2 separate regions of the Mus musculus genome follow, and region 2 is linked to region 1. The links are chromatin contacts, called in public Hi-C maps. All regions are on one chromosome and are shown on one strand. The core of a region is the stretch at or near the end of the contact, and the rest is flanking DNA. Distances in the headings are between cores, read along the strand shown.

The links. A called contact is a pair of places that touch in the nucleus more often than the background predicts.
Region 2: a Hi-C map of pre-B cells shows a contact between it and region 1, with 2.3 times the contacts expected there. The contact joins two enhancer-like sites. A contact is called at or near these places in 1 of 484 Hi-C or Micro-C datasets (pre-B cells) and 1 of 9 other capture datasets (liver).

The regions. Positions count from the first base shown.
Region 1 is chr17:73,359,176-73,362,932 of GRCm38.p6, forward strand. Capn13 (calpain 13) reads right to left here. Exons shown (of 23, transcript NM_001033444.2): 5 at 1,220-1,356. Among named protein-coding and RNA genes, the nearest start is that of Capn13, 38 kb to the right of the region's middle. Within about 2 kb of position 1,871, at least 36 of the 459 cell types and tissues checked have an H3K27ac peak or open chromatin away from gene starts, as enhancers often do. A contact at or near this core is called in pre-B cells, where this site is marked.
Region 2 is chr17:73,530,349-73,534,105 of GRCm38.p6, forward strand. All of the region lies in intron 6 of Galnt14 (polypeptide N-acetylgalactosaminyltransferase 14), which reads right to left. Among named protein-coding and RNA genes, the nearest start is that of Capn13, 130 kb to the left of the region's middle. Within about 2 kb of position 2,048, at least 41 of the 459 cell types and tissues checked have an H3K27ac peak or open chromatin away from gene starts, as enhancers often do. A contact at or near this core is called in pre-B cells, where this site is marked.

The DNA.
Region 1 (3,757 bases), core at 621-3,120:
CTCAAGTGTCTATGGCAGTGCCAAACACAGTGCCTGGCGTATGGCAAAATGTTCAGTGGGCATCTGCTGAATAAGCAACCCTTGAAGCCCAAGGAAAACATGTGATCTGAGGTACCCGCAAATTCTGAGCTTGTCCCTGAACATCCTGTGTGGACCCTAAGAGAAGGAAAAAGTGCTGCTCATATACCATCCCCCAACCTAATCTCATAGCAGCCACACACAGCCCTTAGTTCCTGGACCACAGCTTGAAGTGTTTCTCCAAAGTTTTTATCTGTCTGCTTTTCACTGGCCCTACCCATAACTCTTCCCTCACTGTAGAGTCCTACCTGTGCTTTCATCCCCACTCTAATGTCAATCACTCTTTCAGCAACCTCAGCTTGTCTCTCTGTGAGCCAGGGAGTCAGGATCACTTCCCCCATCAGGCTACGAGCAGGATTATAGTCAGTCCTTTGACTCTGAAACATTTGTACCCACTATTAAATCAACCATGAATTGAAAATGTTGGAAACCAATTTCATCAGTACGGAGCATGAAACAAAGATCCCTTGTCATCATTTCCTAAACAATATAGTATTACAACTTTTTGCATAGGGTTTACATCATGTTAGATATTATATATAATATATATGTAGATGATTTAGGGCATATAGGATTATATAGTTTATATGCAAATACTATTCTATTTTATGGAAGGATGTTGAGCATTGCGGTTTCTAATACCCATGGGAGGATGCTGGAACCATTCTAGTTCAAATGCCATATTTCATCTGGATTCTTATATCTGTCTATCATCTATGTTACATGAGCTTGGGGCTACCGATTCCACACCTAACTCTGTGTCTGTGTGTCCCTCCTCACAGCCTCAGGACCAAACCTTGCATTTGGCAATCACTTACGAAATTGTTTCGCTTTGTAACAAAAGCTTTAATGCTCAAATGGACATTGTTTATTTATTTGTTTTGATACAAGGTTTCACTAGGTAGCCATGGCTGGCCTGGGTATCACTTTGTAGACCAAGTTGGCTTCAAAGATATGCCCCATTCAGTTTCCCAATGCTGGGATCAAAGGTGTGGGCCACCCCCCTCCACCTTCAGGACATTAATTGCATTGATAAAAGATATTCAAGCTGCAGGGCCAGGGGGCAGGAAGCATCTGTAAGGGCAAGACACAGGGCAGGTGAGCCAACATTGAAACAGGGCAGACACTTGCCCACACTTACTTGGCATAGGCTTTCTCCATCAGGCAGGGCCAAAATTCCTTGTTGCCTCCTCGAGGATGCACAAAAAGGAAGTTATCGCCTATGACGGGCAATTGGTCATCTATCACTACTTCCACCCACTGGCCACACTGCCAGAACTGGAAGAAAGACGAGGATATGTGTGAGGTCCCTGAGCTCCTGTGTCTCAGCATTGCCCTGCCCCTGGGATATCTTCCCCCCTCAGACACAGGAGCTCAGTAAGGGGCTTCTGCATCTTTCCGACCAAGGCCAAAATATTGTTGGAACACAGCTTCTATCACCCAGCAACAAACTCCATCCAGAGCAAAACCCAGCCCAAAGGGCATATGTATGTCATCTCCAAGGGCAAAAGGAAAAACTAGTGTGGTACAAATCAAGAAAGAAAAGGGCAAGCAGCTCAGGGAAATCCAGGCAGGGAAGAAGGATGCGTGGGGTGTACTTTGCAATTAACTGTAGCTTTATTTTGACATATCCTTTGTGAGCTTCAAACAGACACAGGAGACTCCAGATCTTTTTTTGCACACACAGGGCAGCAGGGGGAACATATGTTAAATAACAAGAGGAGTGGCAGGTACAGGGCTGTGACAAGGCAGGACAGCTGACCCAGAGCTCAGGGCTCTGGGAAGGAAGCATGACAGGCATATTGCAAATGCACCTCAAATAATGAAGACAGAATGGGCGGAAGGCCTGGAGGCAGAACTCTGTGGCTGGCTCAGGAGGACTGAACAGTGACAGCCTAACTCTGACCTTTCTGTCCTCGTGTCACACTGGCCTTGCTATTGTAAGAGAGAAGTGAAAGTGCCCAGCGCTCTTACTGCTAAGAGCATAAATGTGCCAGATGTTCCTCTCCAAAGCAGACCACTTTCATCTTTAGTATTCAACTCTAAGCGGTTCACCCGGGGACATCAGCAAATGAGGAACATTCATTACAAAGCCAGCCTTCTAAGTGTCTTTGTTGGTTTCCATTGGACTGGATGGAGCATCAGGACTTGCAGTGTAGGGCTGAATTGGATGAGGGTATGTCTCTCCCAGGGGAGCTTGCTAAAGTGGGTGGATGTGAGTGTTCACCCACACCACCCTTTGCAAAGCTGGATGACTCAGGATGGTCGTACACACCGGAGGACACGATAACAGAGCAGGGATGGAGACAGAGACTGAGATGTCAGTGGAAACAAGGAAAAGATGTTTTCATGGTCTTTAACAAGCCAGGGTACTACAACTGGCTGTGATACAACTGGATGAATGGTCCTCCTGAAGCAACCAGTAAGCTGTGTTGGAATAAAGTTCGGAAAATAGGGATGCTATTGAGGGTCATTAAGGAAAGTTAATTATAGTCCCAAAGGGTACTCAAGAAGGCCATTCATTCAACTTTGGACTACTTGTGTATAGATAGAGTGGATACTGTCCAGTTGGTAGAATGGTGCCTGGTGTTTGGTTTTTGCCTCTTATTATTTAATAACAGTTACTAGGCAACACACTTACTTTATCTTGAGTCAGTTCCCATTTGTCAAATGGTAAGATAAAAGAATTACCTAGAAGGCTAAGGTTGAGATCAAATGAGACTGAGAGGGACAGTGTGATTCTGAGGAACTGTGACTTATCAACTTTTATGACTGTTCTGTTTAGCACCCAGAAAGGCGTCATGATAAACAAACAAGGGTGCTCTGGGACAAGGGGGCCGGTTTTGGCCAGTTTTATCTTAGGAATCATGATCATCTCATTCTTCTCTCATTACTAGGACTGATCAAACATGCTTTTTCTATGCAAGAACACCGGATAGAATGACTGTTGCCAGGTGTGTGTGTGTGTGTGTGTGTGTGTGTGTGTGTGTATTTTATAAAGTATTGATATATGTGCATAAATAATATTCAATATAGACAAAAAAGTAAGCTGACTGATGGTCAGGAATGTAGCCATGGCCTGTGTTTCCTGGGTGAAGAAGATAGACATATGGATAGTACTTAAACCCTTCAAAAACCATGCAGGTGTGCTTGACATGGAAAGAATTTTTCTGGGCAAAGCATCCTAGGTGCATGGGCACTGTGTGTTTTCTAGAAGTGGAGTCTAAGTTCACAGTATTAAGAAGAGACCTACAGAGGTCCGTAGATACTAGGGAGCTTTTACTACATTGTGTGTGTGTGTGTGTGTGTGTGTGTGTGTGTGTGTGTGTGTGTGTGTGTGTAGCACAGTATGTATGTGGAGGTCAGAGGACATCTTGTTGGAGACAGCTTTCCCCTTTCACTCTGTGGGTCTTGGGGGACTAAACACCGGCCACCAGACTTATGATAAGTGTAGAGGCAGAGTCATCATACCAACCAAAGTTCCTGGGGTAATTTTCCAGCTTTCTTTGTTACCTAGAAGGGCAGAGCGTGTCATGGTTAGTCTATCCACCCAGCAATGCTGGCAGTCTTATGAGGAGCCCGTGCTCAGTTCAGTTCTGGTTGTTCTACATTGTTCTTAGTGTGGTTTTTGGATCACTATCAGCACAACATCACTAGCGAGGCTTTCAGAAGACCTAGT
Region 2 (3,757 bases), core at 798-3,297, 170 kb after region 1:
GTTGCTACAACTGAGGATGGCAGAAGGGAGCCCAAGCCTAGCTTCTTTCTTATTTTGCTCTATTTTTGAAAATCTCAATCTCCAATTACAGCTTAAAGTTTTTCCATTTTCCACCCACAAGACCAAATCACGTTCTATGTGGAGACAAGGCTATACAAAGAAACCCAGAAACACAGCTGGAATGCTTACCCATTCCCTATCGGTGGGGCTGTCCCAGGGCCTGCCCTGTCCTATAGCATCAAGAGGCAGGGCTTGCAAGGGAATCTTAGCAGCCTGCAGAGGGCCCTGTAGGCTGATCCTGCTGCATGTCTCACTAATCTTCTCACTGTGAAAGGTTGAGCTCAGAAGGTGTTAGGGACCAAGGAGCTCAGCTCCATCATGGGGCCAAATGACTCCCAGAGGAGTGTTTGGCTGCAGGAAGTCAAACTGCTGTTTGAAAAAGCAAAGACGCCTGCCAGCCTGTAGGCAAGGCTGGTTGCAGATAGAGAAATGAGAATATCTCTCAGGGAGTTCTTCCACATGGACTTGGAGCCATTGGGGTAGAGAGGGCTTCAGACTCGTGAAGGCTGAACTTCCTTAAATCTCCCCAAGACTGGTTATCTACTGAAGATGCCCATGAGATTGGGTACACCTCTGTTTTTATCATGTGTGGAAGAGAAGCTCATGAGGTGCCGCCTCTCACTGTTAGTCTGCGGGCAGCTAATGAGTGTTGGGGGGTGGGGGGCTGAAACTCATTTTCCCCAGTAGTGTAGCCACTGGTAAGTTCCTACGTTTCAGTAACTAATCCCCCACTCATGTTCATACAAGCAACCTTAGTTAAATACAGCAAGCAAAAAAGACACACACACACACACACACACACACACACACACACACACACACACCAGGTGTGTTGGTGCAGCCTGTAATTCTGACACTCAGGAGGCAGATCTCAGGGCCTGCCTGATCTACATAGGGAGTTCCAGAGTAGTGAGAGGTACACAATGAGATTCTGGAGAGAGAGAGAGAGAGAGAGAGAGAGAGAGAGAGAGAGAGAGAGAGAGAATATGGGGGAGAGAGAATATGGGGGAGAGAGAGAATATGAGAGAGAAATATGAGATAGAATATGGGAGAGAGAATGAATATGGGGGGAGAGAGAGAATATGGAGGGTAGAGAGAATGAGAGAGAATATGATAGAGAAATATGAGAAAGAATGTGGGAGAGAGAGAATATGAGAGAGAGGATGGGAGAGAGCGGGGGAGAGAGAGAGAGAACAAGAGGAGAGGATTGAAAGAAAGATTTTAGTAGGAGAGAGGTAGGGATGAAAGAGAGTCACAAGAGATGCCCCAAAATTCGGTGTATAAATGTATGAAATTGTCAAAAAACAACAAAACTAGAAAAGAATTCTTTAAGTACAATCATCTTGGGGACCCCTCTACAAGAAACATCTAATTCCAGCCATCTGGGTCCTTAGGATATATCCCATGAGCACTAAAACAGTCACACAAATAAAAACTTACACATGAGTGGCTATAGCAGCATTACTGTTGGTATCCACATGTGGATGAGGACATACTCTGGAATAATTATTTGGCCATGAGAAGAATATTGGCATGCTACAGTGTGTGTGTAGTTCAAATATATGTTGGGTAAGATAAGTCGGGCTCAAAAGGCCCTCTCCTATGATTCTAATTTTATGAAATGCACAGAGCAGGCAGGTCCCCAGGGGACAAAGCAGATGAGTGGCTACAGAGGCAAGGAGGAGGAAGTAAGAAGTGGCAGTTAACAGATGTGGAGTTTTCCTCTGAAGTGCGGTGAACACTTTATAATTAGACCATAGTGAGAGTTGTACAATCTTCAAACTGCAGTTTGAGACAGTTAAGATGGTCAATTTGGTTACATGTCTCTCACATGTATGTGCATGCACACACACAATGCATCTGCTATTCTGGCTAGGGTTAAATTAGAGAGTACATGAAAGTGCTTATGGGTAAGAGGGGGGGGGCAGAGCAGAATACAAGGCTGGGTAAATACAGGGTGATTACAACTACACTAAAAGATGCTTCTCTGAAGAGAAAATGATCCTAAGTGGGAAGAAATGAGGCTGCGGATGTCTTTGCATGACAGAAGTCTGCTTGATTAGTTTTCATTTTAGTGTTCCATATTTCCCCAAATGTCTGCAGTAACTGTAGGATACTTTTGTGATGGAAAACAAGGGGTCCAGGCCTCTTTTTCCCCATCTTCACTTCCTGGGCCACAGGGTTTCCACAGTACCACACCCCTGGCTTTAAGTCTACTTCTCTTTGGTATGACCTTGGCTGAAGTAGGGAACATAGCCTCCCATTTCAACTTCTTCTCCAAAGTTAGTGTCCATGCCCTCTGCTCTTCGCCTTCCTTGTGGTTTTTCAGCCTTGGCCTTCAAACCCTGTTTGCATACTTTAGTTTCTTCTTGGCTCTGCATACAGGCTAGCAGGAGGTTGCTTTCACTAGTCCTTGGCTCCTGAGTAACTCACAGGCACCAAGACCTTCCTAGGGATGTAAAGGTTCCCCCTGGAGGGGGCCGCTCAGCATCTGAGAGCTCTGCGAAGCTTCCCTGTGTTTCCTTCTCATGAAGAACTTTCCTAATGTCAGAGTTTCATAGCCCAGTGGCTCTCAACCTTCAAGGCTGTGACTGACCCTTTAGAACAGTTCCTGATGCTGTGCAGTGACTCCCCAGCATAAATTTATTTTTGTTACCACTTCATAATTGTAATTTGGCTACAGTTATGAATCATAGCATAATTATCTGTGTTTTCTGCCAGTCTTAGGTGGCCCCTGTGAAAGAGTCATTCAAATGCCACTCAAGGGGGTCTCGGCCCACAGGTTGAGAACCTCAATCAAAGCACTTCTACTCATGGTCACCTGGAATGTGTTAGTTCTTTTTCGACCAGCACAGCACGAGTATGCTGGAACCATGTCAGACCTACTAAGTATCAGTGAATATCTTTCATATAGCCCGTTTGAGACTCTTTCCCAAATAGGCATCAATCGATACCAGCTAATTAGCTAAGGGGTAAGTGGTGTGTCTACTTCTCTACTAATTCCAACGTGCCACCACCTCAATATGCCAGGCTTCCAAGAACAGCTTTCAAGCAACGAGAGCCCATCTACAGCAGGTAAGGTGGTGATAGGGAGGGGACTAGTTCTCAACTGCACTTGGTATCTGTGGAGCACTAAGAGCTAAACTGGGAAGAGGAAATGGAGGACAAAGTAGGCAATGGTTCCTTGGAGCCATCCTGGATGAGTATTCAGGTGGGAAGACTTTGACAGCATTTTGAGGAGGAGAAGGAGGAGGAGGAGGAAGGTTTGTGGGAAGGAGAATAAGGTGACCAGGGACAAGAAGGATTGGGTCAAAGGTGGGGCTCTGGCTGGGGCTGGGGCTGGGGCTGGGGCTGGGGCTGGGGCTGAGGATGGGCAATGGGTCAGTCAGTAAAGTACCTAGTAAGGTATGTGCTGTACAAGCCCAATGATGTGAGTTCGGATCCCCAGGATCCGTATAAAAGGCTAAGCAAGGTAGCACTTGCCTGGAACTCTAGTACCAGTGGTGTGGTGTATGCGTGTGGTAGGAGTAATGGCGACAGGAATATTCCTGAAGCTTGTCACATTCCCAGGTCAACCTGGTCAAACTGATGAGCTTCAGGTCCGGTAAGAGATCGTGTCTGAATGTAGGAAGCAAAAGAGGAAACACATTCCATATTGGTCCTTGGCTACCATGTGCACTGGGGTGTGTACACACCA